Regions from separate parts of the Mus musculus genome. Here regions 2, 3 and 4 are each linked to region 1. The links are chromatin contacts, called in public Hi-C maps. All regions are on one chromosome and are shown on one strand. Each heading gives the region's core, a stretch centred on a gene start, on an enhancer-like site or on the middle of the called end of the contact. The rest is flanking DNA. Distances are from core to core; before and after follow the strand shown.

What was found. Hi-C and Micro-C count contacts between places; a contact is called where the count stands out from the background.
Region 2: a Hi-C map of liver shows a contact between it and region 1, with 3 times the contacts expected there. The contact joins two enhancer-like sites. A contact is called at or near these places in 1 of 39 promoter capture datasets (liver), 7 of 484 Hi-C or Micro-C datasets (cerebral cortex, cortical neurons and liver), 2 of 115 datasets of contacts at active chromatin or transcription factors (heart atrium and pancreatic cancer cells) and 1 of 9 other capture datasets (bone marrow-derived macrophages).
Region 3: a contact with region 1 is called in a Hi-C map of liver, with 3 times the contacts expected there. The contact joins two enhancer-like sites. A contact is called at or near these places in 5 of 39 promoter capture datasets (embryonic stem cells, hematopoietic stem and progenitor cells, liver and 1 more), 18 of 484 Hi-C or Micro-C datasets (B cells, the BV-2 cell line, bone marrow-derived macrophages and 9 more), 7 of 115 datasets of contacts at active chromatin or transcription factors (the HPC-7 cell line, embryonic forebrain, embryonic midbrain and 4 more) and 2 of 9 other capture datasets (adipose tissue and liver).
Region 4: a Hi-C map of cerebral cortex shows a contact between it and region 1, with 3 times the contacts expected there. The contact joins two enhancer-like sites. A contact is called at or near these places in 4 of 484 Hi-C or Micro-C datasets (cerebral cortex, forebrain, liver and 1 more) and 1 of 9 other capture datasets (embryonic stem cells).

The regions. Positions count from the first base shown.
Region 1 is chr5:99,386,361-99,393,455 of GRCm38.p6, forward strand. The region is part of intron 2 of A930011G23Rik (RIKEN cDNA A930011G23 gene); the gene reads right to left. It overlaps Gm35314 (a long non-coding RNA gene), which reads left to right. Exons shown (of 2, transcript XR_389389.4): 2 at 1-1,469. Among named protein-coding and RNA genes, the nearest start is that of Gm35314, 23 kb to the left of the region's middle. Within about 2 kb of position 1,356, at least 53 of the 459 cell types and tissues checked have an H3K27ac peak or open chromatin away from gene starts, as enhancers often do. A contact at or near this core is called in cerebral cortex and liver, where this site is marked.
Region 2 is chr5:99,524,272-99,530,957 of GRCm38.p6, forward strand. All of the region lies in intron 2 of A930011G23Rik (RIKEN cDNA A930011G23 gene), which reads right to left. Among named protein-coding and RNA genes, the nearest start is that of Gm35253, 17 kb to the left of the region's middle. Within about 2 kb of position 2,905, at least 21 of the 459 cell types and tissues checked have an H3K27ac peak or open chromatin away from gene starts, as enhancers often do. A contact at or near this core is called in liver, where this site is marked.
Region 3 is chr5:99,236,939-99,243,525 of GRCm38.p6, forward strand. It overlaps Rasgef1b (RasGEF domain family, member 1B), which reads right to left. Exons shown (of 14, transcript NM_181318.4): 2 at 6,126-6,308; 3 at 4,471-4,593; 4 at 3,885-4,022. The coding sequence starts at 6,302. Among named protein-coding and RNA genes, the nearest start is that of Rasgef1b, 13 kb to the right of the region's middle. Within about 2 kb of position 2,858, at least 13 of the 459 cell types and tissues checked have an H3K27ac peak or open chromatin away from gene starts, as enhancers often do. A contact at or near this core is called in liver, where this site is marked.
Region 4 is chr5:99,594,486-99,600,962 of GRCm38.p6, forward strand. All of the region lies in intron 1 of A930011G23Rik (RIKEN cDNA A930011G23 gene), which reads right to left. Among named protein-coding and RNA genes, the nearest start is that of 4930405H06Rik, 16 kb to the right of the region's middle. Within about 2 kb of position 2,971, at least 24 of the 459 cell types and tissues checked have an H3K27ac peak or open chromatin away from gene starts, as enhancers often do. A contact at or near this core is called in cerebral cortex, where this site is marked.

The sequences.
Region 1 (7,095 bases), core at 106-2,605:
TGACGTGATAGCCGTGCCCTCGGAATCACAGCAGAAGTCAGAGCAAAGCCTCTGCTCTTCTTGGGTGGTTGTCACGTTTGCAACTTGGGCTGATGTGAAGATGTATCCGCCACACTCGGACCAGTTGCTGTGCCCCGGAGTTCACTGCAGCCTTCAGAATGGGGACAGCTGAGATCTTGACAAATTCCAGCATGAGAAGCTGAGCATCTCCAAGCATTTCGTAGTTTGCCTCAGCTGCGTGCAAGAAAGCATGTTCCCATCCCACGCTGGGCAAGGCCTCCTGCACTGGAGGAGACAGTTGTTATACCACCAGGAAAATGAGCAACCCCACAATACTGTTCAGAGGGCTCCAGTCTGCAGTATCCAGGACAGGCAGTAAGCTTTCCTTCAGCGTCCCTGCACTATAATGAATCATCTTCAAGATGACTTCTGCATTGTGGAAATGTCTGTTAAAGACGGTGAGAATTGTGCTCTCGATGGGAAACAGTAATTGAGCCCTGAAAAGGTTTTTTTTGTTGTTGTTGTTGTTGTTTATTCTAATTCAGCTGTGAAACTCAGAGAATGGGCCTCCACTGCTGATTACAAATCTTGGCATTTAGGTGTTTTTCTAGCAAAAGGCATCTTCGTTGTGCACTTAGTTCCTCTGAGCCTAATGACTTGTTCCTCACTGTGCAGTTTCAACAGCCTTTCTTGACCTAAACTTTCAAGAGATAGTTAAAAATGCAAGCAAGATGCTATGTTTCTCTTAGTGTATCATTTATCATCTCTTTCTGATTTTGGACTGTATCCTTCCATGATTACTGTTGCAAATAAACGGGAGGAAGAAGAGACAGGCAAGGGGTAAGCCACCTCAGCCTAGCATTACTTCTGCTCTCTCCCTGGACTCTACTTGACCTGGCCTGAAACCAGGGGTTTTGAGTACCCGCCACCAGTCACTGCAGGTGCAGTGGGAAGCCTGCTGATAGAATTCACAGGAAGGAAGAGACATTTTAGTGACCTTTGGGCAGGAAACACCCTCTGCTCTTTGACTGACAGCTTTGAGCTTTGGCCTGGGAAGCCTGTTGGTTTTGGCTGAAATTTAATATCTGGTTAATGCCGGTTTTGTCACCAAGAAGTCTGCTTGATACGTAAACCTGTCAAAGGTTGAGAAAAGTCCACTTCCCTGGGTACTTCCAGGATGCCCCCACACCTACGTGGATCCATTTTGTGACGATTTGAGGGAAACTGCTGTTGTGTACACCAAGTATTTGCTTTTCGTAATCTATACTGTCGGCACGTCGGCCATGTGTCCAGTGTTCGTGTCCTGACCTGGAAGGTCTGGGGTGCACCCTGAGAAGGACTGTGACTTGGAAACAAGTTACGCCCAGAGCAGCTGCAAGCTGTGCTCATTTGCTTTCCGTCCTCTAAGTTCAGTGTGTGGGTGGAAGGGAGGGTGTGCAAATAAAGTGACTGGAAAGATTTTGGTTTAACATTTAACTGCTCAACAGTGATTATCTCCGAGCGTTTCTCCATGGGGACTGAAACCCTTGCTGCTGGCTCATCCCCAGCGTCCCCCGCTCTGCCTTGCACAGAGTAGGTGACGATGAATGCATTTGTCAGGGCTTGCTGAGTTGCAGATTATATGCATATTTCATATTTTATAAAGTTATTTTACAAGGAGGAGCATATGTTTTAACAGTGGAAGGTGGTATCTTGCCGATGCTTCATATGCGACTCCTATCATTTGCATGAATCGGATATCAGCGAGTCCATCCAGAAATGGAAATCTTATACATTTGGGAGGAACGGAAGATGTACAGTTGGCTGTTCACCCAAACATTTCCAGGGTGGATCAGGGTGATTTAGGAAAACTGGGCCTGACACTGTGGCCAAGGCCTCCTGCCAAGTTTGAGTGCTTGTGGTCAGTGGTGAGCTGATACAATAAAATTCCCTTCATAGTAAGAGAAAAGGACACACTCCATTGTCTTCCAAGGCGGTGACCTTCTCCTGCTTACTGGTGACGGAGAGGTCAGGCCACTGTGGACATCTCTGCCTAGAGAGATGCATTCTGCTGGAGCAGCTTCAGGTTTAAAGAAGACAGACAGACAGACAGGTATTGGCCTGGATACAGACTTCACAGCAGGCCAGAGACCTGAATGAATCACTCGAGTGGGCCAGCGACCACTTCCAGCCTACTGCTCCTTCTTCCCTGTAATTTGCTCAAAGACAAAGCAACGCTTCAAGTGTTACTCATACACGCTCAATAGGAGTCTAGTCGTCATCATTATCCGATTCTAACTCTTCTGCAAGCTTTGCTAAATCCAACTTCACCTAATGTGTCATTGTCACATTCTCCAGGAACTTGCTGCAGTATGGACAGATGCTGGCTCCACAGCACTGGTCGCTGGCTGTGAGTGAGGCAGGCCTGCGACTACAGCAGCTCATCCTTTCCTTACTGGATACAATAGAGGACCTCTCAGCCTCCTTGGATGGCATAACGGCCTTGGCAAAGAGGCTGAATCCTATGGCTGCCCTTGCCTTTTCTCTTACAGCAGCAAGCTCTGACATACCATGCTGAGCCAACAGTGTCAGAGGGTGCCAACAGTGTCACCCTAGGTTTCTGAATGTTCCCTGCCAAGTTGAGCCACTTAGATTTTAGGGGATCACAGGCTACTGGGGCACAGAGCAGCCTTCCCTGACTAACACATTGGTAAACATGTTGAAGATGTAATGTACTTACTCAAGATAAAAGAGGCCACACCCAGAATCCAGAAACACACTCACGCTCAAGAGTGAGCTCAGAGAATGCGCACTTTAGGATTCAGGATCGCGGCCCCTCTTCTTTCCTGTGCAAGTAACTTATACAAATGACAGGACTCATTTATTTAGTGCTTTAGTCAGGGTTACCTTTGCTGTGATGAGACACCATGACCAAAAGAAAGTTGGGGAGGGAAGGATTTATTTGGCTTACGCTTCTATATCACTGTTCATCACTGAAAGGATGTCAGGACAAGAAGCCAGGCAGGAGCAAATGCAGAGGCTGTGGAGGGGTGGTGCTTACTGGCTTGTTCTTCATGGCTTGCTCAGCTTGCTTTCTTATAGAACCTAGGACCACCAGGCCAGGGGTGGCCCCACCCACAATGGCCTGGAACCTCCTCCCTCAATCACCAATTAAGAAAATGCCCTACAGGCTTGCCTACAGCTGAATCTTACGGAGACATTTTCTTGATTGAGGCTTCCTCCTGTCCAGTGACTCTCTAGCTTGTGTCAAGTTGACATGACACTATACTGATAAACATTTGGCAAGTTGCCATGGAGCAAGGTACCTTTTAGATGTTGTAAATTTAACACTGGACAAAAATCAAAACAGAAAAAATTCTCTGCACTCATGGGTCATAGACTCAATGGATCTTGGATAAATAAAATAAGATAAAATAAAGCAAATAGGTAAGGTGGGAAAGAAATTGGATTTCAGAAAATGAAAAGCATGACGGGCAGTGGTGGTGCACTCCTTCAATCCCAGCACTTGGCAGCAGAAGCAGAAGCAGGTTCAATGCCAGCCTGGGCTACAGAGTGAGTTCCAGGACAACCAGGGCTACACCCCCCCCCCACACACACACCAAGCAAAACAAAACAAAAACAAAAAACAAAATTAAAAACAAAGCAAACAAACAAAACAGCAAGTGAGAAGCTCTAGGGGAGGGAACTACCATCATCTCTGACATTGCCTGGACCCCAGGAGCCTTCAGTGAATAAGGGCCACATCATGAGAGCACACTGCCATCTGTAAGCTTGAAGTTTCCCTCCAGTTCTGTCTTAGCCCCGTCTAACATACTTTCTGTATGCCTGTGGCCCTGAGAACTTTCCCCGACTTTGTCCATTGCCCAAGAAAATAGGAATGAGAGGTTTTGACATCAGTGAAGAAGTAGGTCTGTCTCCGTCAGAGATTTTCCTTACGACTCTCCACAGAACAACAGACATGCTTGTTCGTCTTCTCTGACTTTTGACTCTTGCCCACCGCCTTCTCCTACTCCACTCCAGTCTTTGCTGGGTTCCATTTTTCCCTCACAAGCTAGTCTTGACTCTTGGTGCTTAACGCTGGCTGGCCTTTAAGCTTCTCAGGTGACTCTCAATTCCTCTTCAGTGACACATCTTGTTCCCCAAATTAGAGATGTCAGATACCTCACCCTCCCCATCATTTGTAGGGGCCTTTTCCACCTTTAGCCCTTGGGCACTTGGAAAGCTACATTGTAAGCCTATAATCCCTCTTCATGTCTCCTCTCCTCCTGGCTTTAGGTAATTAAGCTAATGGTGGACAACTGAGCTACACTAATCCTTTAGTTTATGGGTATTTAAAAAAAAAAAAAAAAAAAGACGAGCCGGGAAGGCTGTTTTCTGTCTCCTAAATGTGAATTAATTCATGCAGACAGAGCACACGAGTTAATGGTTTGAACCAGAGCTGAAAAGCCACCATGTAGCACTGTTCTCAGATGCACGGCAAGCCAAAGTTTTGAGGCAGTAGAAAGTCTAAGTAGACAGACAAGGTTATGTAGCAAAGCAGGAAAAACAGAGCCGACATCGGAGACGGCCCAGAAAGGGAGAAAAGTCACAGAAGACAAACAAGTGTGCTTGTTGTTCTGTGGAGTCCAGTGAGACAGCTTTGTGGTGCTCACCCTCGAAAGGCTGCCAAACCAAACATGAGTTCTCAAGTGACTCTGACAAGCCTCCTCCTCTTCTTTGTAAGTAGAAAAGCCTGGTCAAAAGACCAGCCCTAACTAGCTCTTTTTCCTTCTGCACGGGCTCTAACCATTTTGCTTCCTTGACCATGTGAGGAAGACATGAATTTGTTCCCAACTCCCCAAAATCAGAAGACAAGACTAAAGCATGATTTCCAAAAAGATAAGAAGATGGCAACAGAGACTCTAAGTGTAAAACGCGTCTTGAGAATGACAACCCAATCAGCAGCTAGAGCTGGGATGTGCCCCGGCTGCCCATGTTGCTAAGATTCTACTTATCGGTGTGCACAGGCTAGCCCTATGGCTATGCCTCAGAGTTCCTGCTTAGGGCTTAAGTGTGATGTGAGTCTTAGCACCCTGACATGAAATCTGCCCGTTTTCCCGGTACTTGGTACCCTGCTTTGCTTGGCAGTGAACCTCCCCAGGAACTCAACCTTTGCTGACATTTTTCTTCCTCCTCAATTTCCAATGACTAGCATTCTTCCTAGAAAAAAACACTCCAAATGCTTCTATGAGGTGAGGCAAATATTAACTGAGCAGCGAGGGAGTTCCTAGCACAGGGCCTTTGTACTTCCTAGTGGCTTTGCCTGTAGAGCTTTGTTGTAGCTGTTCATTCATCCATCCATCTGACTATAATGGGGGACAAAGGAAACAGAGAGGGCAATGACCTTTCCTGTAGCGTTTCCTCCCACCCCTCCTTCACATCTCTGTTCAGCTGCCTATCACAGATGTACTATGGGTTGATGGCGTACAAAATGACACTCATATAACCATCTCAGTTTACCCCTTTATTATAGCCCTGATACAACCTGACAGATCTTCCTCTTGCAATCTGCAAGCATTAGCCTTATGGTTTCCTGTCTTCCCAGTGGAAGAAGAGCTCAGAGGAGGAAGGAGAGAGAGGAAGAGGGAAAAAGAGGAAGGCAAGAAAGGGAGAGAAGGATGGAGGGAGGCAGACAGACAGACAGAGAGAGAGAGAGAGAGAGAGAGAGAGAGAGACTATTATTCTGGTGCCTGTAACATAGTAGGTGTTCAATAAATATTTGTTGTAAATCCAGGGAAGGACGACTAGAGGAAAAAAAATACCTCTGACTCTCAAAGAGTTTTCTCATGTGTATGTAGAGAAAAGGCATTCTAAGTACAAAGAAGATGATTAGCTAAAGAGACAAAGTAAGAAACTCTGCAGTGTATGAGCCACAGACATATGAGTAGTGTGCTACAGTACAATATACCTGAATACAGTGCGGGGCACAGAGCAAGCGCAGGTAAGTCTGCACAGATGGCTAGACTGTGCAGTGTTGAATGCCAAGGTAAGGAGCATGGGTTTCATTCAATAGGAAGAATGGGTGCCCTCTGGGAAGCTTGAAGCACGGATTTTGACTCTGTAGGCAAAAGTATAAGGTAGAATCCCATACAGCTGAATTAATGTAGTCTCTCGGTCTCTCTCTCTCTCTCTCTCTCTCTCTCTCTCTCTCTCTCTCTCTCTCACACACACACACACACACACACACACACACACACACACTTTCAGCTATTAAAACTAAAAAACTAATTTATTAATTTCTTTAAATGAACAATTGCGGCAGTAATAAAAGTTCCAAATGGGATGATTTTAAGTAGGGGAGATTGTCTTTAGTGAGAACCAGGCCAGTCTTTAAAAGAGCTTGTGCCCTTCATGAGAAGGAGCTAGGGAAAGGGTGGGGAGAGGGGGTAGGTGGGTAGGGAGAGAGAGAGAGGCTGTGAGCTAAGGCATGTGTGACGAGGAGTCTCCGTCAGTGGGCCTGGGAGGGTGGATGTGAGAACGTTGAGCACTGAGCAGGTCCCCTGACAGCCAGGAAACAGGGACCCAAGTCCTGTAAAGGGAAGGGGCTGCTAATAACCAGGATGAGCCTGGGACATCCCCCCAAGTTCCAGGTGAGAACCCAGCCAGCTGATACCAAGATCTCAGCCTGGTGAGATGCTGAGTGAGCAGAGAGTCCACCTACCTGACGCCCACAGGAAAGTGAATAGATAGATGGTGCTAAATTGTTTTTGCCATTTGGGGGTAATTTGTTATATATACATATACATATACATATACATATACATATACATATACATATACATATACATATACATATATATATATATATATATATATATATATATATAGAGAGAGAGAGAGAGAGAGAGAGAGAGAGAGAGAGAGAGAGTTCAAGCAACTGCCAGACTTCAGCAAATAGTTTGCAGAAGGTTAAAACCAGATGCAGGAAACTGGGACATCACTGCAGTCATCCAGACAAGACAAGGCACAAGAGCCCAGAATCCCAAGATCTCATATATCTGAAATCACAGGTCCTCCCCTGCAGAGCTGAGTATACCATTGATTTAAAGAACTCAG
Region 2 (6,686 bases), core at 1,655-4,154, 140 kb after region 1:
TGTCTGCCGCCCTGCCAAGGTCTTTAGCTGAGGGACAGAGGCCCCCAAATATCACAGAATTTAATCAACTTTGAGTATTAATCTTACCTAAATATTAATCTCAAAAGATTCACAGAAATATCCAGAATATACATAAGCAAATATATATATTGGTACTGGCTACTCTTGCAGAAGACCTGAGTTCAACTCCTAGCATATACAAGGCCACTCACACCTGTCTTTTAGTCCAAGCCCAGGCGATTCAGTGTCCTCTCCTGACCTCTGTGGGCACCGGGCATGTACATAATACACAGCCATCCATGCAGGCAAAACACCCCCACACAAAATAAATAAATAAAACACTGTATCTCCTACTCCTGCTAGATCTGCATTCTTATATCTACTTTGACATAATAAAAATATTCCCAAAGGTCCTTTGTGTGCTTGCGACGGGTGGTAGGGCAGGCGGGTCTCCCGTTTCTGGTCTCCCTAAGTGCCTGATGGTCTCTGGTGGGCAACAGTGTTGCCTGTTCACTCCCTGAGACTCTCCAGCATGTCAGGCAGGTGACATCTTACCTTGAAGACTCCTATTCAGTTTTAAATTTTATCAAACACTTTGAGATAAATCTTTCTTACATAACCAACTTTGGAAACCACTGGCACACTGAAAATAATCGCACACAGCCTCTTCCTGTCAAAAGCCAAACAAAAAACAAAGAACAAAAAGCACAAAAACAAAACAAAAAAATTAACAAAGATCTTGCTGCTTCGAACTGCTTATGAAAGAGGAGATAATGGGCCAAGACACACTGAATTACTTCTTGTTCTGTCAATCATCCTTTCCCACGAACCTCTGAACCCATTCACTAAGACTTCATTTGCCCAACTGTCCTTTACGGAGCCCATTGAAAGACACATGAGATAGAGCAACTAAGAAAACTCACTTTGAAGTTCACTTCCATGCACCCTTTAAGGGCATCTGGATATAGTCTCTGGGAACAACTTGCAAAGCCCTCTGAGAACATGGATCAGGGTGGTTGTGAAGGAAAATTAACCTCCGAGCAATATCTCACTTTGAGACTTAAGTCAGAGTTCAAACTCATTGGGATACCCGCCACCCCATTGGCTTTTTAAAATTCAAGTTGTCAAATAAGATTCACCTAATCATATATACAGCATTCTTATCTGGGTATTGCTAGTTAAATGACTATCACAGCAGCTAAAGCTTAGAAGAACAGAGCAATGGTCATCACTTAAAGGTCTGTGGAGGGAGAGAGAACGGAGAGAAAAACCTAATAAATGTGACTGTAAATAATTGTATATTTATTAGTGAACCACTGAATGGGCTCAGCAGTGTTTCAGTGTGAATCCACATTCCTCTGCATTTGCCTGAGTCTCTGTCTGGATCTCTATGTTCTCTCCCTGGAGGAGAGGGACATGCAATGTGAGCCTTTCCTCCTTGTTTTCTTAGAAGACTGACCCGGAGGATGCTCAAGGAGCCAGAACCTTGAGTGGTGCACTCACCAAGGACACCATGAAGTTAAAGCACCATGCTCACACATCAGAATGTTAACCTGATATACAGTCTTACCACCGACCTACCATCTGCTTTCCCAAGATAAGAAAGGCTGTGTCTCAAGAACCATTTCCAAGGCTGTGTCTGCATTCCTGAGAGCTAAGCAATGATCTAATTATATTATTATTACTCACTTAGTTTATTTTGGTTTTGTTTTAATTTTCGGGGTAAGCAGATTGGAAAGTAGGGGGACGAGTGATCACACTGTCTATTGTTTCCTGAAAGATCTCACTGTAGTCTGTTTCCCAGGGATGTGGTAATAATGGCTGCCCCACAGATCAGGGCAAAGAAAAGAGTAAAGACAGAAATCCGATTTTTCATAAGTAGGGGTTAGAGAGATGGCTCGGGCAGCTGAAGGCACTTGCTAATCTTGTAGACGAACCACATTTGGTTCTTAGAACCAACATGGAGGCTCAAAACTGTCTGTGACTCCAGGTGTGGGTGATTGGGTGCTGCCTTCTGTCCTCTGCGTGCACAGGGCACACAGAGGATATGCGTACAACATCCATGCAGGCACGTGTACATATGACAAAAAAATAAATCTTTATAAAGGAAGATATTCACAAATGAGCCTAGGTGTGTGGTATGCCAACCCTGTTCTTTCTCTTCCAATGTGATTCCTGGAAGAAACTAATTTGTCCATGATACATCTGTCCACTGTGGCTCTCGAAGGCCTTCTTTCCTGGACTTGGGTCATCACTGATCGACTAGGCTAAATATTCCGTCCAAAGCATCCACCCAGGCTTGAAACCAGGAGTCTCTCGACAAAGCTCAGCACTAATAACTTCAGGGTTGACAGACAGTCCACCACATGTTCTAGCCAGCAAAGGAAGATGGCCCCAAAGGAAATGAAGCCACTGAGCTGGAATCAGAGACCTGAAAATCCCAATGTCTACTCCTAGTCCCTTTCTGAAGCTGGACTACCTTCCCAACTCTCAGACCCATTCCTGGTGTCTTAGAAACAAGCCATGGTTGTTCATTAAACCTCTTGGAGTTAATTTCTACTCCCTTCAGCCCAGCCCCCATGCTGATACCACGAGGGTTTATTTTGGTTTGGGGAAGGATAAGGAGCCACACTGTCGCCTTTCTGGTCAGACACAGTCGTTGTAGAAATTACCTCTTTCCCATGGAGTCCTCTGAGCCGAGACTGGAATTTGGTACATTAGTCATACCTACATTCCACCATCTCTGTCACCTTCTTTACGGAGCAAAGTCCTGCATGAGTGGTGTTCTGAACAAATACATTGTTTGACAGGAGGCAGCCATGCCAAGGATCTAGGCCTTGAACTTAGGGGAAGTTGGCAAAGCTTTTCTCCTAGGTGAGGCTACAAAAGACAACGCCCTCTTCAGTCCCAAGCATGAGTGTTTACAAACGACTGACCAGTATGAGCTACAAGAACAACTGCAGAGGCCTCCTCCCAGATGTGCTGTGCAGAACAAACAGTCCGAGGTTCTCAGTCACTGAGGTGGCTGGTGCCGCCTTACCAGAGTGCACACAGTCCTTGTGTCTGTCCTTTCTTCAGATCCTCGACGCCCTTAGACAGGATCCCAGGACCAAACTCTGTGGGATGAGCTCTCTTCTAACTACAGCAAGCTGAAATGCACTAATCTTGAATGTAAAAAAAAAAAAAAGTATATACAACATTCTCTTTGCTAGAGCCTAGCAGATGTGCAGCTGGCCTCTGAGACGTGTATTTTTTTTAATAGGCCATAAAAGGATATCATCCCCGTTGATGGGATTCTGTAGCCTCCTGGGGGAGGAGTTGCACATCATGAATATGTAAGAAGAGAAAGAATGAGCATGAGGAATGCTTGCTGACTTCTTAATTTCATTTTTATTCCCATTTTCCTTCTTAATCTCCTTGTGCAGAGCGAAAACCCACACTGGTTCATTACCTATCTCTCCATCTCTACCACAAGTCCATGTCCATTCTGTCTGCCAATCCCATGGCACTTCCTGATCTCCCAATGCATCCACACATATGTCTATAATATTATATTCTAAACACATCATTTGATGTGCATTTTACCTCTCTCTCTCCCTCCCTTCCCCTCTCCTCCCTCCATCCCCCTCCCCTTCTTCCCCCTCCCTCTCTATCTCTTCCTCCCCTCACTATGTCCCCCTTCCCCTGTCCCTTCTATGTCCCCTTCATAACCACCAGGCTATATATTTCAAGAGGCTGGGACTCACTGCTATAGCCCCAGTGCCTCCATCATATGGACGGGTCCAGATCCATGCAACAGATCTTTTATATTTCCGGCTTCTATTTCCTTGACTAACTGTGACTGGTGCAGAAATTAACAGATTACAGAGACAACGAGGCCTGATATTAGGGGTCAGAGTTTATTGTCCCCAGGCATTTCTTTCCTAGCCTTTCTGTTCCGTGATTTTACAAGTAGCCATACAGACTAATGGGAACCTCAGAACCTTTCAGCACATCTAACCAACACTTCAAGTTTTCTCCAAGTTCTTCAAGAATGGTTTTCTAGATTGAATAAAAGTATACTCTTAATTCAAACCTCCATTCGACTATCTTCTTTCTTTGGAATGTTTTGGGACTTCCCTTTATTCCTGTTTTTCCCTTTATATATCTTGTGACATGGCATTTATTTATCTAGCCAATAACTTCAGTCATGAATGCCAATAAAACTTTGTTATAGCAACTTGAATATGGATACAATCTCTAAGACCTTTTTTTACTCTTTAACATTAAAATTGTTTTCGTCCTGTTTGCCACAGTCTCCCCATATCATCTTCCTTTGATCCAGAACCAGGGGTGTGACTTGGTGGTGTGCGCTTTGTGTATACAGGCCCTGGGTTCAATGGTCAGGACCTAGAGAAGACTGTGCAGCACAAGGGTGAGCCCGTTGCTCTGCTGGAATGTTCTCTCCTCTGGGCGTTTGTGCTCTTCACTTCCCAGGCCATGCCTGATCTTATGAGAGTTTGTGACCTTGTCTTTTGGGATTACGTTTTGTCAGCTCTCCTTCCCGCTCTCCTGCATTTCCTGACTCAATCCTACCTTCAAAGCTTCTGCCCTGGATGTGACAGCCATTTCTAGTTCATAGGCAGAGTGCCCCTTTTCTTGTGTGTGTGTGTGTGTGTGTGTGTGTGTGTGTGTGTGTGCATGTATGTATGTGTATGCGTGTATGTTATATGCATGTATGTGTATATGTGTGTATGTGTGTGCATGTAAGTATATATGTGTGCATGTATGTGTATATGTGTATGTGTATATGCATGTATGTGTATATGTGTGTATGTGTGTGCATGTAAGTATATATGTGTGTATGTATGTGTATATGTGTATGTGTATATGCATGTATGTGTATATGTGTGTATGTGTGTGCATGTAAGTATATATGTGTGCATGTATGTGTATATGTGTGTATGTGTATATGTGTATGTGTATATGCATGCATGTGTATATGTGTGTATGTGTGTACATGTAAGTATATATGTTGCATGTATGTGTATGTGTGTGTGTCGTGTGTATATTACATCATTGTGTGCATGGGGAGGTGCATGCTAGTGATGTGCAGAGGTCAGAGACCGATGCTGGTGTCTTCTTCAGTAATTCTCCACCTTATTTTTTTCAGACAAGTTTTCTCACTGAGCCTGGGGCTTAGTGATTTATCCAGACTGGCTGGACATCAAACCCAGAGAACTGGGACCTCTGCCTCCCCAGACTGCAGGCACGGTCCCCATTCTTGACTTTCTATGCGGTGCTGCGGTCTGAACTTGTATCTCCATACTTCTTTGTTTAAATAGGATTTTAACTTCTTCCCATGTTTCCCTATTGAGTTCCTAGCTTCTTAAGAAGAAACAATTCATCTGTGGCCATGGCTGAGGTGTCGGGGGCACTGCTCACTCACGCGTCATGCCTTGTCATTCCTTGTGTGGAACATGGCTATTGCTAATGTCATTAATCAGCGCTTACCTTCACACTCACACTGCAAACCACACTGGGATGTGGGCTTCAGTCTCAGGTCCCGGTCCGTCTACTCTAAGGTGTCCGCTTTAGTCGTTACCGCTCTTTCCTCATGACTGCTTTAGACATTGCCACTCTTGCCCCTGTGACATAAACCCAATTCCTCCCCAGACTGCCCCTTTTACAACACAGAAAGCTACAAGTTCTTAAATAGATTTTTCATCATTAGTATGTTTTGAAGAGGATGTGCATTTATGAATCTTTTATTTTTTACAGTCTACACCTTCCAACTGGGATTCCATGCAAGAGACATCAAGCCTGCACTCACCTTCCACCTTGAATAAGTGGTTTAATTTTACATTCATTTTAATTGTTGGATCTAAAATACCAGGACATCTATCTTTTCTCTGGCCACACAGGTGGCTCTTACTTTTCTCTTACCTCCCTCTGCATCCTCTGCTTCGATGCTAGCTTGGATGCACTTCCCTAACAACTGGCATCACTTGTCCATCCTTATCCCTTGAATGAAGTAAGAGCCCACTTCCTCCGATGGCTCCTTTCTCTTCCTTGGTCCTCTTTTGCCTCCATCTCTAATAGTTCCAGGTGGCTTGCCATTTGTCATTCAGCTTGCCTATTTGGCTTAGTTTTGAAAATGTGAATCAAGAGAACAACGTATTGGGGCTGAACGCAGAGGTCAATGGAGTACCTGGTGTTGCTACAGACAGAGGCTAAGAATATGTCTGTCTCTAGTTCTGGCCCAGCTTTAAATAAATTTATTTTGATTTGAAAGAAAAAGAGAGTGTGAATCAAGAGTCTGAGAACTGAGATGAGACAGACAGACTCAAAACCAGCTAACTTGTAACACATGCCTTTGGCTACAGCCTGACCTGATGTGTGAGCATCCTTCTTGGTGTTGGCTGCCTCTAGAGCATCATGTGTACCGTGTTCACAAATAGAGATCTTTGTGACTGCTGTTCTCATGCTTAGGATTCTTCAGTGATGCCTAATCTGCAGGGAACCCCAACACTACTCAGGTCACTCACTGACTTACAGCTGCTCACCCTGCCCAACCCCTTCATTACCCTGGATCTCTGCATGGGCGTGCGTGCATATCTGTGCAGGCATGCGCAGGTATAGGTGGGCACTGGGTGATTCAGCTAGGCCAGATGATTTCAAGGAAAATGAAAGTACAAATCCTGGCA
Region 3 (6,587 bases), core at 1,608-4,107, 150 kb before region 1:
ACCTGAAGGTCCCAGCAAAACAAACAAACAAACCAAACAAAACCAAAAATCCCAGTGGGCTGAGCAGGATGGGCTGCAGCTTGGGGCAGGTTTCTGCCTGAACTGGGATGAGGCACAGTCTGCGCAGCACACTGCAGATCCACCTCAGATGATTCTGGCAGGCAGCAATGGGTAGGAAGCGGAGCTCTCCTGAAAGGCTTATCAGGTGAAAGATTTGTGTTCTCCTCTGAAAAATGTCATGTTTGGAAAGAGGGTGGGGGAACTGCAAGTCACAGTGAACAAAAACCAACAGCAAGATATAACACAAAAAAGTACACAACGGAAGTATTGAAATCTGTGTGGAGGGAGAGGGAGGGAGGGAGAGGGGGTACTGTGACCCCTTTCAAAGCTTCCTGCTTTCGTCTGATGCTGTTTGAGAAATCAGGTCCTGTGAAGTTAAGCATGCCTCCTCACTGAGTCATGAATTGCTAAATATGTACTTATTCTTCTTTATAACTTCAGTTGCCAGCGACAGTAATTACCTGGCAAATAAAGGCTGAAGTCCTTATTACAAAGGCCAGCCCCTTAAGGAAGGGAAATTGCATGCCGCCCACTCCGGTCGTTTGTCATGAAATTCAATCATTAGTTTTATTTTGTGTGTCTTTCAGGCGAGCCCTAATAAAACCACTTCATCTGGGGCAAATCCCCAGGGGAGAAGCACATTAAGTCAAATTATGTGGAACTGTCCTAGCAGATCCTAAAGAACCTGACTAAATTATACACAGGGCACACCTGGACTCACCGATTGCCAAAAAGAAAATATCCCCTGAAGTCAGAGGCAAGAAGCAACAGGTCCCAATTCAAACCAAGGATTCTTCAACTGGGAGGAATAATGTTTCCCCATTCTCATAATTGACTTGCTTGTTCATTCAGTCATCTGTCCATCCACCATCCATCCACCATCCATCCATCCATCCATCCATCCACCATCCATCCATCCATCCATCCATCGAACATACATCCATCCATCCAACATCCATCTATCCACCATCCATCCATCCATCCATCCATCCATCCATCCACCATCAATCCATCCATCCATCCATCCATCGAACATACATCCATCCATCCAACATCCATCTATCCACCATCCATCCATCCGTCCGTCCATCCACCATCCATCCATCCATTCAAATATACTGGGAACCAAGTACATGCCCAGCATTAAATAGGAGTTAAAGAAACCATCGTGAACAAAGTGACTAGAGTCCAATGGAACAACAAACAATGAACTACAAGCCCTAGAGTGCCAGGAAACAAAAGGTATAAGTCAAAAATGGGAGGGTCTGTGACTTGGAGTCGTGGGAGGTCTCTCTGAGAAGAGAAATTTAGGTACTCGATAGCAGGGAGACTGCCAAGACTGTTAAGTGCAGCAAGGGCCTTTAACACATTAGCACAAGGCACTTAGCGCCATGATTTATGGAATGAGAAGGGAACTAGGAATTTAGAGGACTAGCCAGAACACACCCAAATCAAGCAACTGTTATGTGTGGAGCCAATTCCTAAATTCTGGATAAAAGCAGCCAAGAAATGGCAGCTATCCTGAAGCCCTGGCCAGTGAAGGCAGGCATGTCCTCCATGTACATGCGTTCAGTGTACTCCCCAGTAAATCCTGTTTACCTACTAATGAGCCAGCTGACCTCTCCATGCTGTTAACACAAGCGTATCAACATCAATGAGAAGTTGGGGTCAGAGGATGTCTGTCCCTTTCCTCCATTTCCCCCAATTCCTGAAGCTGTGACCTTGTGGATAAAGACCAGATCTCAGTAAACAAATGAAAAGAAACACTATGGTTTTTATTTCCATAAGAAAGACCAAAAGCCATCAATTTGGCATTTTCAAATCACTGCATTTTATCTTTAAAATTAATAATAATAATAATAATAATAATAATAATAATAAAGTCTAGAAGTATAGCTCAGCAGTTAAGAGCACCGACTGCTCCTTCAGAGGTCCTGACTTCAATTCCCAGCAACCACATCGTGGTTCACAACCATCTGTATGGAATCTGAGGCCCTCTTCTGGTGTGTCTGAAGAGAGCAACAGTGTACTCACAGACATAAAATAACTAAAATAGATCTTTAAATATAATAATAATAACCATGTATTTCTTTTATGGGAAGAAACAAGTTTAGAAGCAATTTCTAGTTCCTATCTCTGAGAAGCAACAGAGAAGAGATCGGCCGGCAGCATGGATAGCTCCGTATAATTGAACCAAACTGAAAAATTGACTGTGACTCAGATCTTAGCTTCAGAGAAGATACAGCCCTGGGATGGCACTCATCCTTTGACCAGTTTGTCATAAGCCAAAGCCACTGAGCCAACCTAGGCCCTGCCGAGCAGCCAGCAGCTGCCATCCCTAACAGAACGCTCCCGGCAAACTGCACTGTTGGACATTCACCTTTGTGGGTGTCCATCTGCATCGGTTCATTCTCAGCAGGAAGAACCTAAGACAGGCAAACGGATCAGAAGAGCCACAGCCAGCGGGGCGTTCCTCACGGCGCCAGGAAAGAAGCTTGAAAGCATTAAGTCTTGGGTTAAAACCATATGAGAGAGCTAAGTGCTCAGAAGAGCTGGTTTTGCCTCCTGTCATGGATCTTAGGATAGGAGAATGGCAGTAAGACACAGTGACACGGGTCAGGTCAGGTGTCTTGAGGTGTTATCTCTGCAGCACAGAGCTGAGGGAACCACTTCTCCAGAGAGCTGACACGGAGGCCCAGTGCATCTCTCCACAAATGGGACATCGCTCACTCACTGCCAGGTGCCTCTTTCTAGGTGACAGCGTTACATCCGTGCCAAACTTGTTCCCAGAAACTTATCAGCCACACGGAAACTACAAAGCTATCCCTTGCCCAACAAGCTTTAACACACAAAGTTAGCCCTCCGGGCCTGCTTCAAATAACCTCGACTCTATTGAAGCCGGTTAGCACCTGCCTATCAAAGGCTCAGCTGAGGTAAGTGATATTTATGAAGCATGACCTAAGAGACTTTGAATCTCCACTTATTCTGGGTCCTACCCTTGAAGCAACTTCCGGCACCAGAATCCTTGGATTGTCTCCTGCAGGCCACCCCCAGCCCCAGGAGTCACCTTTGCTAATTATACAACAGTGCACCCTCTCTCTTTTATCAAGAAGAGTTCACGGTGAACACTGTAAAAGGCATGTTAAGCCTCCGACACGAAATCCCTCCACGGAACGCTTTGCTTACTGTTTCTCCTGTACATCATCACACTTATGTCTGTCTGGCAAATGTTCTACTGGCCCCAAATTTCTAAGTTTTTCACTTAATGCCTAGAATAATTAGTATGTTTCTTTCTCTCCCCCTGACTATCTGTAAACAGCTGTATTTCCCTTTGATTCCGTATTTACAAGCCACAGCCATCCTTGCCAGCTACACTCATACTAAACACTAGCATAAGTGCTTTCCCCTCCACGGCCTGGGACTGTCTATTTCTAATTAAGAGTTATTAACACGCTATTTAGCTGTATCTACCTTAAGTGTGGGCAGACACAGAGATTAATATGTGAGCTGGGTCAAACCTTTGCAGAAGACAGACTGAGGTGCAATGAAATCAAACCACACCTGACATCCTGAGTTAGCACCAACACTGCCCTCAAGTAACCCCATAGAACTGTAGGTCACACTCATGTGAAGTGGACTGGGGTAGTTATTCCCCACCCAACCTGCCAAAAGGCCAAGGTAGGCTATGTAGAGGGCTGTCCAAAGTCAACACACACACACACACACACACACACACACAAAAACCACTGCCAAGTTCTGTGGCAATCCAACCCAGGTCCCTCCTAGGCTTCATCTGGAAGTGCCAATGGCTTTCGGTGACCAACCTCCTCGCCACTGGCCATCCTGTGCGCCAGGTCCTTGAGGTTCCTCATCATTCTCTCGTCCCGGAAGTCATACGGAAATGTTTCTGTCCACTCTGTCAAGAGCTGAAGGATTTTAGGTGCAATTTTTCTCATCTGGTTCTAGGGAGAAAAGGAAATCTGCGTCAGAGATATCCATCACTGTGGTCCTCGATAAATAAACAACCAAGTAACTGGTGTGGCTGGCTGACGTCTAGTGCTGCAAACTCTCTGGAGTGGAAGAGGCATCAAGTGCAGTCAACCAAGGTGGGACTGAGGGTCCTCTGTGACTTTTATTCTATCCTTTGTACTTTTTATTTTATTTTTATTTTGCAGTCCCGGGAATATAACCCACGGTCCTAGAAGCAGGAGATAAGCAGGCTATCACTGAACCACTTTCTGAGCCCTACGCCATGATCTTCACACCCTTCCCAATTCCATATGCACGGTCATGGTGCCATTTAGGCCCCGTCAGCCTGGGGCTGAGCGGGGGGTCACATATGGAGAGATCACAAAACCTAAGCCAGAGCTAGCCAGCCTAATGAAAACAACCATTCAAATGTCGCCTTACCTTATCGCCGTCCCCTTCACTCAGTCGCTGGTGCTCAACACACAGGTGGCAAACCTTAGCCATGAGCTCGTACGGATGCATGAATAACCGAGAACTAAGCAGGAAGGTGAAGATGTATGTCCTCTGCAGCAAGAGAGAGAGAAAAAAATGAGTCGTCACCGTTACAGTCTCTCTGAACTCCATCCCTGCATATTACAACCTTCTTCTACATCGAAGTTAGCAGGCTGCAGGTCGGGCTAAACATCTGCCAATAAGCAGCCTCAGATCCTTTCCCTTAACATACACTAAAAACGAGATAAATTCAATGCCTGGACTAATCCAGAGGACATTTCCTTATGGGTCATCGGGAGGCAGGACATATTCCTTTTCCTGTTGTAATCAAGAATACTGAAATTCAGCCCAGAGAGGCAGAACTGCCTTAAATATGTTGCCCACGTGGAATAAGGTTGTGTGTCCAGATATCATCTCCCGTAACCAATAAACAAACAAACAACCGACCACCCTATTCCCATTCAGTCAAGAACTCTCCGGAGTGTTCAGCGTAGAATACCCAGTATTTGCATCACAACATTCAAAGGCTGACTTGCAACCGTCCTAAGTGGCTCGCTCCAGACTAAGCAGGCGGATGAAGGGCAATGCAACACTACTTTGCTTTAACCACACTGTCTCCTGAGGAGCTGGTGGTGAAGCGGCACTTATTTGTTCTACAGTTCCAGGCTCCCCGTGGAAAGAGGAATTCCACGGACTGTTTGCTTGCCCCCACCCCTCCTCAGGCACCTTTAGTGCTTCATAAACACTTACAGGACTGAACACAGGATTCTTTTTACTTTTGATAACATAGTTCCCTGGGTGCGGGCATATTTGAGAACGCTATGCAATGAATCACACAGAGATAGCTCAGTAAGGGACATTATGGTGAATTACCATTGGCAGGCACACACTCTGCTTTGTGCAACAAGGTTATTATTGTATTTATGAAAACTAATAAATGTGGTCTCCAGGTATTTTCCATGGACTCGCTATCAATAACAGCTGCCTAGAAAACTCAACCTCTGTGTCCTTCTAAATTCAGACACAGCAGGGAAGGGGAACTCGCGTGGCCCAGACAGGAAACCAAGGAATAAACATGTGGTGTTGACCTTTGACCTCTGTCTCCCCTCCTGCCTCTTGGAACAAAGACTGAGATATGACTCAGTGAATTTCCTAGCTTAGGAAGTGCCTTATAAGCTATCAAGGGAAGCCAAGCCAACAGCACCTGATGGCCAATCTATAAATCATCACATCTGGGTGTAACATCTCTTTCTGTGGATTTTCCCTAGCTACAATCATGTCATATTCTAGGAGCAGCCAATCCTCTCCCTGATGGCATTTTTATTTATGGAGCAAGATGTAGGCACACAGTAAGTCTACGGGCAACGCTCCATTTAGGCCGCCGAAAATGAGGTGGACAACCGAAAAGAAACAGACAGGGAGACTCTACCATAAGCTCATCCAGCCCCTGGTCTTAGAGCTTTCAATAATCACTATGTATTTTCTTCTTCGAAAAAATTCTTAGCAACCTAGATAACTGCACAGCAAAGGCTGTGTCCCTGCATAGCCTGCTGCAGTTTCTAATCCATACAGTTGATGAGTATTTGAGGAACAGCAATACCTACATCAGGATAGTAATCCACATTGGGTACCAAGTGTTGGATAAGGGCTTCCAGAGACCCAGAAAGGAGGTTGTTGTCATGGTAGTACAAGCCTCCACAGCTGTCCTCTGCGGACTGGTAGAGGTTTCGGTTGTAGCCACTGCTGTCAAACATTGCTGAGAAGGGGGGCGTCTGAGGCATACTTTCCTAAGAGGAATAAAAAATACAAGAGAACAAACACAATGATCAGTGGCATGGTATGAAGAGGTAAGATTCCGTCAGTCATTCTTATAACGGAAGTCAGGCAAAGAGAGAAAAGAGCTGCCACACACTGTCAGAAGCATGAGAAGCCAAACTGCTCTGAGTTCCACACACATGCATATGTTCAACCAAACAGGATGAAATGCCTAGATCCAGTCCTGACCCACACGGGGTCATTTTCCCATCACGTCTTTACGGTCACTCGTGAAAAGGCGTAGAGGAACC
Region 4 (6,477 bases), core at 1,721-4,220, 210 kb after region 1:
AATGAATAGCAACAGAGCTGGTGTCATGTTGGACAAAAATGATCAGAGAGATAGAACTCCCAGTCCCAGATGTTGTGATAACATCTGGATATCCATATACAAAGGAAAGCCTTGGCCTCTGTTTCACTCCAAAGACTGAGAACAATTTGTAACAAGCCATATACTAATTATAGAAAGTTAAATGATAAGACTTTTATAAGCAAAGTTGAGAGAATACCTTCAATACTTGGGGGTACACAAATGCATTTCATATAGATATTCCCAGTTACAAATAGGCTTGATTGCTGGGCATGGTGGCACACTCCTTTAATGTGTGGACTTTAATAAACTCTATTGGTTATTCATATGACCCAGCCAGTCCGCTAATAATAAGGCAGAGTCCTACAGATTTATTTAATCAATTTAGCACAATTATTGGGGATTACCCCAATCTATTTATCTATATGCTTGACTACTTCTTGGCTGCACTACTCAGAGGCTTGCTGCCAGTGTCTGCAGTGTGCAGAGCCTGCTCACGGTGACCCACAAGGGTGCACTGTGCTCTCTTTGCACCTCAGTACAAAGTGACTTCACAGAGACAACTTGTAAGTGACCATGGTGGGAATGCTTATTCCCATGGAATCAGCAACTTAGCCCTTTACTGGTGATTTGACAGTAGATGCCTCCTCTTCCTCTACATTCTCTTCTTCTTCCTCCTCTTCTTCCTCCATTTTTTTTAGGAAAACCAGTTAAAAGTATTTACTGTTTAACCAAAGACCAATTAAAAAGTCAGTTCTTATAAATCTAGATGCATATTTAGTCTCTGATTCAGGTAGTTTATAAAAATCATACTGTAGAAATGTTCATGACAGTTTTATCCACAGTCATCCAGGTTAGCCATGATCCTATCAGCAGTCGAATGACAAAACATATTGTGGTATAACCATGAGTGGAAGAGTTCTCAACAGCAGCAGCAACAAAAAATGAACTCCAGAACACCCACTAATACGAATGTATCTCAGGCCGGGTGCCATCAACAGATGAGTGGATAAGGGAAATCATGGCAGACATACACGACAGCGCATCAGTCTGCCATTAGTGCATGAAACTGCTGCTTGCAAGAGAATGGATGGATCTAGGGGTTGTGTCAAGCAAAATGAGCCAGATTCAGAAAGACCAATACATATTTTCTCTCTTATAGGGAATCTAGATTTAAAGAGAGATTGGAAAATAAAAGAAAATCTATTAGAAGATAGGAAGCGGGATGGAGGAAAGAGAGTGTTGGGGGTAAATACGACTGACCGAAATGCATCGTATGTGTGTTTGAAAAGGTCACAATAAAACTGATACTTTATACAGTTAGCATACACTGATTTTGAAAACAAAGCCTTATATATAGGAGTGTTCAAACTGAGGTTCAAACAAGAGAACAGCAGTTCCATCTTTCTGGAGTAATGAGAATGTTCTGTTCTCTGATGACGAAGGGCTACACGCGTGTGTGCATGTCACTCTCGATGCAGTGGTGTTTCAGAGTGGTGACGTCCTGCAGGTGGAATACACAAGGATCAGGCCAGCACCTTTTGTCGGGAGAGATAACTAGAACACTTGGTTCTTTCTCTTTACATCAAATGTGACTACAATGAGACGTCTATGAGCTACAACCGGGACAACCATCGTGACATCTTGAACTTGTAGACCCCAAACTACGAGACACATATTTCTTTCGTTTATCAGAATTGCCTAATTTAGTGCTCACAACCACTCTTGTAAATTCAAGGTTAGAATCATTCCCATGTTGCCTCAAGTCCACAGCATATAAGTGAGAAATGGCATCACCTCAAATGAAATGTCCTGTGTGGGAAACAGGAATGGAGGATCGGAGGATGGGGGATGGTGGTGGGGGGTGAAGGATGGGGTAGGGGTGGAGGTGAGGGTGGCAGAGAAAAGAGGACAACCTGAACTGGCAGCAACTAGAGATGGGGTATTGTTTGGTCAGTCCTTGTTTCTAGCACTTTAGTTTGTGAGGCTTGGTGAAAACCCAATGTGTCCCTTATTCAAAATTTACCAAAAATACCAAGAAGACATCTGCAGAGCATTAAACCAAAGATCAACCCCTTCTAGAGCTGTTGGGCACCAGACACAGGAGACTGCTGCAGAACCCCATTGAACCACCACAGGAAAGGTGTCAGGCCATGTGAGGCTGCCAGACCCCACTAAAGAACTGGTTTGGGGGTTCCTGGGCCACATGGAGGCCAGGGACGGCAGGTTCTCACTCTCAAGACACCCCAGACACTGTTGTATAATCACAAAAGAGCTGAGAAGAGACCTTCAGGTGGACTCTGTCCTGTGGCCAAAGAGAGAAGGGTAGCCCTGGCAGGTTACTTCAGGGACGAGAGAGTCTGGCTAGCTCAGGTGGCTGGCTTGGTGGGCTGCTTGGATTGCCTGGTGGCTGTGGCTGGAGAGCAGGGAGGCCTCCCGGCAGGAGATTAAACACAGAGCTTGTTAGAGGGAAACCTGCTCCATTGCTCCAGCACAGAGGATCCTGATGAGCAGAGACAGTACATGGTTTTAAGACATTTATTGTAGAAAAGCAGGGGGGGGGGGGGTAGAGAAGCAGAGGGTGGCCATGGCCATGTGGAGAGAGGGGAGAAAGGAGGGGGAGAAGGAGGGAGAGAAGTGAGAGTAAGAGGGGCAAGAGCTTAAGAGAGAGAGAAGGGGCCAAGCAGCCCCTTTTATAGTGGGCTGGGCTACCTTGCTGTTGCCAGGTAACTGTGGAGCAAGGCATACCTGGCTGTAGTCAAGTAACTGTGGGGGTGGAGTCCAGCCAGAATACCAGGAGCTTGAAAAATTGCCCTACATGACTGAAGGCCACAGGATTATGGAGTTGAGGGCTTATGGTGTCAGGTGCCTAGTGTCTGGGAGCGTAGCTCACAGTTCCGTCCCTTAAGATTTTCTACTGGGTCTCCGGAGTAAGCGTTGTTCAACCAGAACACAGACTGCCTTTCACAGTCCAACATAGAGCCATTTCTGTATGGCTAACAAGTCTCAAAGCCCCAGATGTGGACCCTGACTACAAGTCAAAAGGTGCTCACTGTGATTATTATCACTACGAGTTTCTCGAAACACCACGCAACCTCTCCTGTGATTGTTTCTTCCCGTCTTCATGTCTTACAGTTCCACGTGTGAACCCAAGAAACAAAAGGGGCTGAGCACAAACCTGGGCAGCCACAGTGTCTTCCCTAAAGCTATAGTGAAAGCTTTATGTCTCCCCATGAAAGGCTGCTTCTTGTTCCTCCCGAAAACCAAGACCCATTAATCACGAAGGCACCGATCTTCCTCCCAGATTGGCCATCTCAGAAGCAGCTGGGAGGTGCTGGTGATCTTCCACGGCTTCCAAAGAGGCAGGATGCAGTGCCAGGCCAGCAGACTGCAGTGATTACCCACAGCTCCCCTCCAAGTCAGCCGCCCAGCAGGCAGCCACAGAATGCCTCCTGTTTGTACCAGTGCCTTCCAGCCTCAGCATCTCTAACCGAAGAGCTCATTTATGCTGCAGAAAATGGAGACCATGGCACCAATTGAAAGTGCTTAAAAGATAAAGCTCCCATCCGTTTCCAGGCCATGACACTGCAGGTGCAGTTTAGCCGCGTCCTGCCTGTGCAGAGGCTGTGATCAGTATTTCTCAGGTGAACATAAAACACAGTAGTTTTGCTATGGATAATGGGTTGTTCATCACTGCAAAGACTCTTTGTGTGTGTGTGTGTGTGTGTGTGTGTGTGTGTGTGTGTGTGTACAGTTACAAAATGCTTTGTTTCAACTGGAATCAAAATGACAAATCGTTTCACTTCAGAGTTCTGCTGCCTGTCTTGGGAATACTGAATGGCTGGAAGACAGTATGAAGAAGGCCAGGCTAGAAAAAGCACCAGAGACAGGCTCGCTCCCCCATACCCTTTTTGTTTCATTTTTCATCAGCCCCTGCGTTGGCCATTCAGGTTTAAATGATTTCTCTGTAAAGCCGTGACAACTTCACATTTGAGAGTAATGCCCTAATGTACTGGGATGTAGGATGCCTCTGTAGGAGAGGCCATGGGCAGACACTACAACTCCCAGGAAGTCTTTAATTTTAGGGAGGAGCCGCACCGGTTGAAACTGGATATAGTGGGAGGCACTCGATCTGCTGTTGCGGATTCCCTTGCAGTTCCTGGAGCTGCCTCATTAAAGGCTGTGAAAACCATGTTGTCGCATGCAGAAGCCAGCATGCTTCTGAGGTGACTGAGAGGCCCAGATGCTCAGGACTGTGCATATCGCTATGCATTTGTTAAGTAAAAAAAAAGATTCTTCTCTCCTGCAGGACTTCAGAATCTCTAGAATGAAGCCAAGAAATCTGATTTCATCAGGAGGGTGGAGCCTGAACTATTATAGGCTTATGTGTGTATATGTATACCCTAGCCTGCCTCGGAGCGAAGCCAAGCCTTCCCTGGAATAAAGTGAACATGCGACTCTCCCACCAAGACTGGGCATGCAATGGATGGTGTGCCTGGCATGGGTATACCAACTTCTCACCACTCTTAGTTTCTTAGAGAGCCATGAATGCCTTTGAAACCATTTAAGTTCACATCTACTGTGATTATCTAGTCTGAACCAAGAGATGGTGGCACCAGCATCATTGTAAGTAAGATGGGGAAGTATCTGCTTTAAAAAAAATAAATAAATATAATGAGACAAAATCCCTATTTCTAATAGCCTTAAAATATCATCATTAATACCTCTCCATCTTTCTTCAGATCGCTAAATTGGGAAGAAGTCAAACCTGGGAGCCCCAGGAACCTCATGGAAACCTGCTTCTGTGGGTTAATAATTTAACTGTCACACGTGGGGCAAGCACTTAGCTCTAAACCTTTTGTAAAACAGAGGGAATGATCCCACCAGATTTATGTGCTATAAAGACGAGATATGATAATATATGTAAAACATCTAGCACAAGCAGACAATGAACGTGTGTGTGTGTGTGTGTGTGTGTGTATACGCGCATGTGCACACACACACACAATCGACTCCTAGTTCTGCCACCTCTGCTCGCCAAGTCACTGGCATTCCTGCTTCGTGCTGCCTTCTTTGCATGCATGTTAATGATTTCCTGAGGGTGGGTTGAGTGCTATTTTAACAGCCTTGTGTCGTTCTACTTGTTAGCAGTTACAGTGAATAATAAATGCAGCTTATTAATCATTCTGGATGGTCTCCGCAACAGAACACGGCCCTGGCAGCTTTCCTTATCAAAAGGCTAAAAGAGGAGTCTCAGAAGGGACAGAGCTCGATCACACAGCTCAGGTTCCATACACCCTGGTTTGTTTCTCCAGCGAGATCCACTGATGGGTTTCTCTCTAGTAGAAAATCCTCAAGGTCCTTTCTCCAAAACGATGAAGCACATAATAAGCCCTAGGATAGTCAGGCACCCAGGCTGGCATTCCACTTTCTCCATTTGGTAACTGGTGACCTTGACAGATGACTGACCCCTTCCACTCTCATCTTACCAGGTTGTCCTTAGAACTAAATAAACTTAAGATATCATACTTTGCATGCACAAGGTAAGAATTCAGATAACTATTCTTAATTCAGCTGACACATCTTCTGACATACTCTCAGAGCGAGGGGCCACTCCCTTCAAATAGAATATGGTCCCCATTTTCCTGGGAAGGTCAACTTGTCTATCAGAAGCTCTACAGATAACTATAAAATTAGGTTGTGGAGAAGGGGAGAAGGGTGGGATTGAAGACATCTACAAATTTGCTTTGGTGCATGCTTGAATACACACACACACACACACACACACACACACACACCAATTGCCCCCTCCCAAAGAGGGAAAAATTGACCGAAAACTTAGAAACCTACAGATTAAGTGACTGACTCAAAAATTCATATCTACTTTCAGACTTACAAAAGGAGTAATAGTAGGACTACACTAAAACCCCATCCTTTACCATGATTTCCAATAGCAGTGGCAAGGTCAAGAGTCTATATCAGGTAGATTAAGAACTGTTCGTGTTCTCAAGCTTTAACTGTGCAGAGGAATCGCATATATTAAAATGCACATTCTAATTAAGTAGGTTGGGAACCTTGAAATTCTATATTTCCCATGTGCTCCTAGGTGGCGCTCACTACCCAGCACCCCCACTTTGACAAGGAAGGATTCAGACAAACTCAATAAATTTACAAATTTATCCTTCCTAAAAGAAATCAAGCCCACAGTCATAGAAAACTGGCTGGTCCAGACTTTCCCCGTTGACATTCTCCTTGAGAGCGCCCACTGTGGAGAGCATGTAACCGACAACCAGGCATCTAGAACTTGAATTTGGCCTGAGAGCTCACTTTGACAACCGTGAAGTGACTCCTTCATCCAGAGCACTAATGCAGAATTGGGAATCATAGCAGTAAGCAAATCAAGCACTCTAGTGAAAGGGACAATAAACAAGAGGCCAAGTCAACAAACAGCCCGTCAGG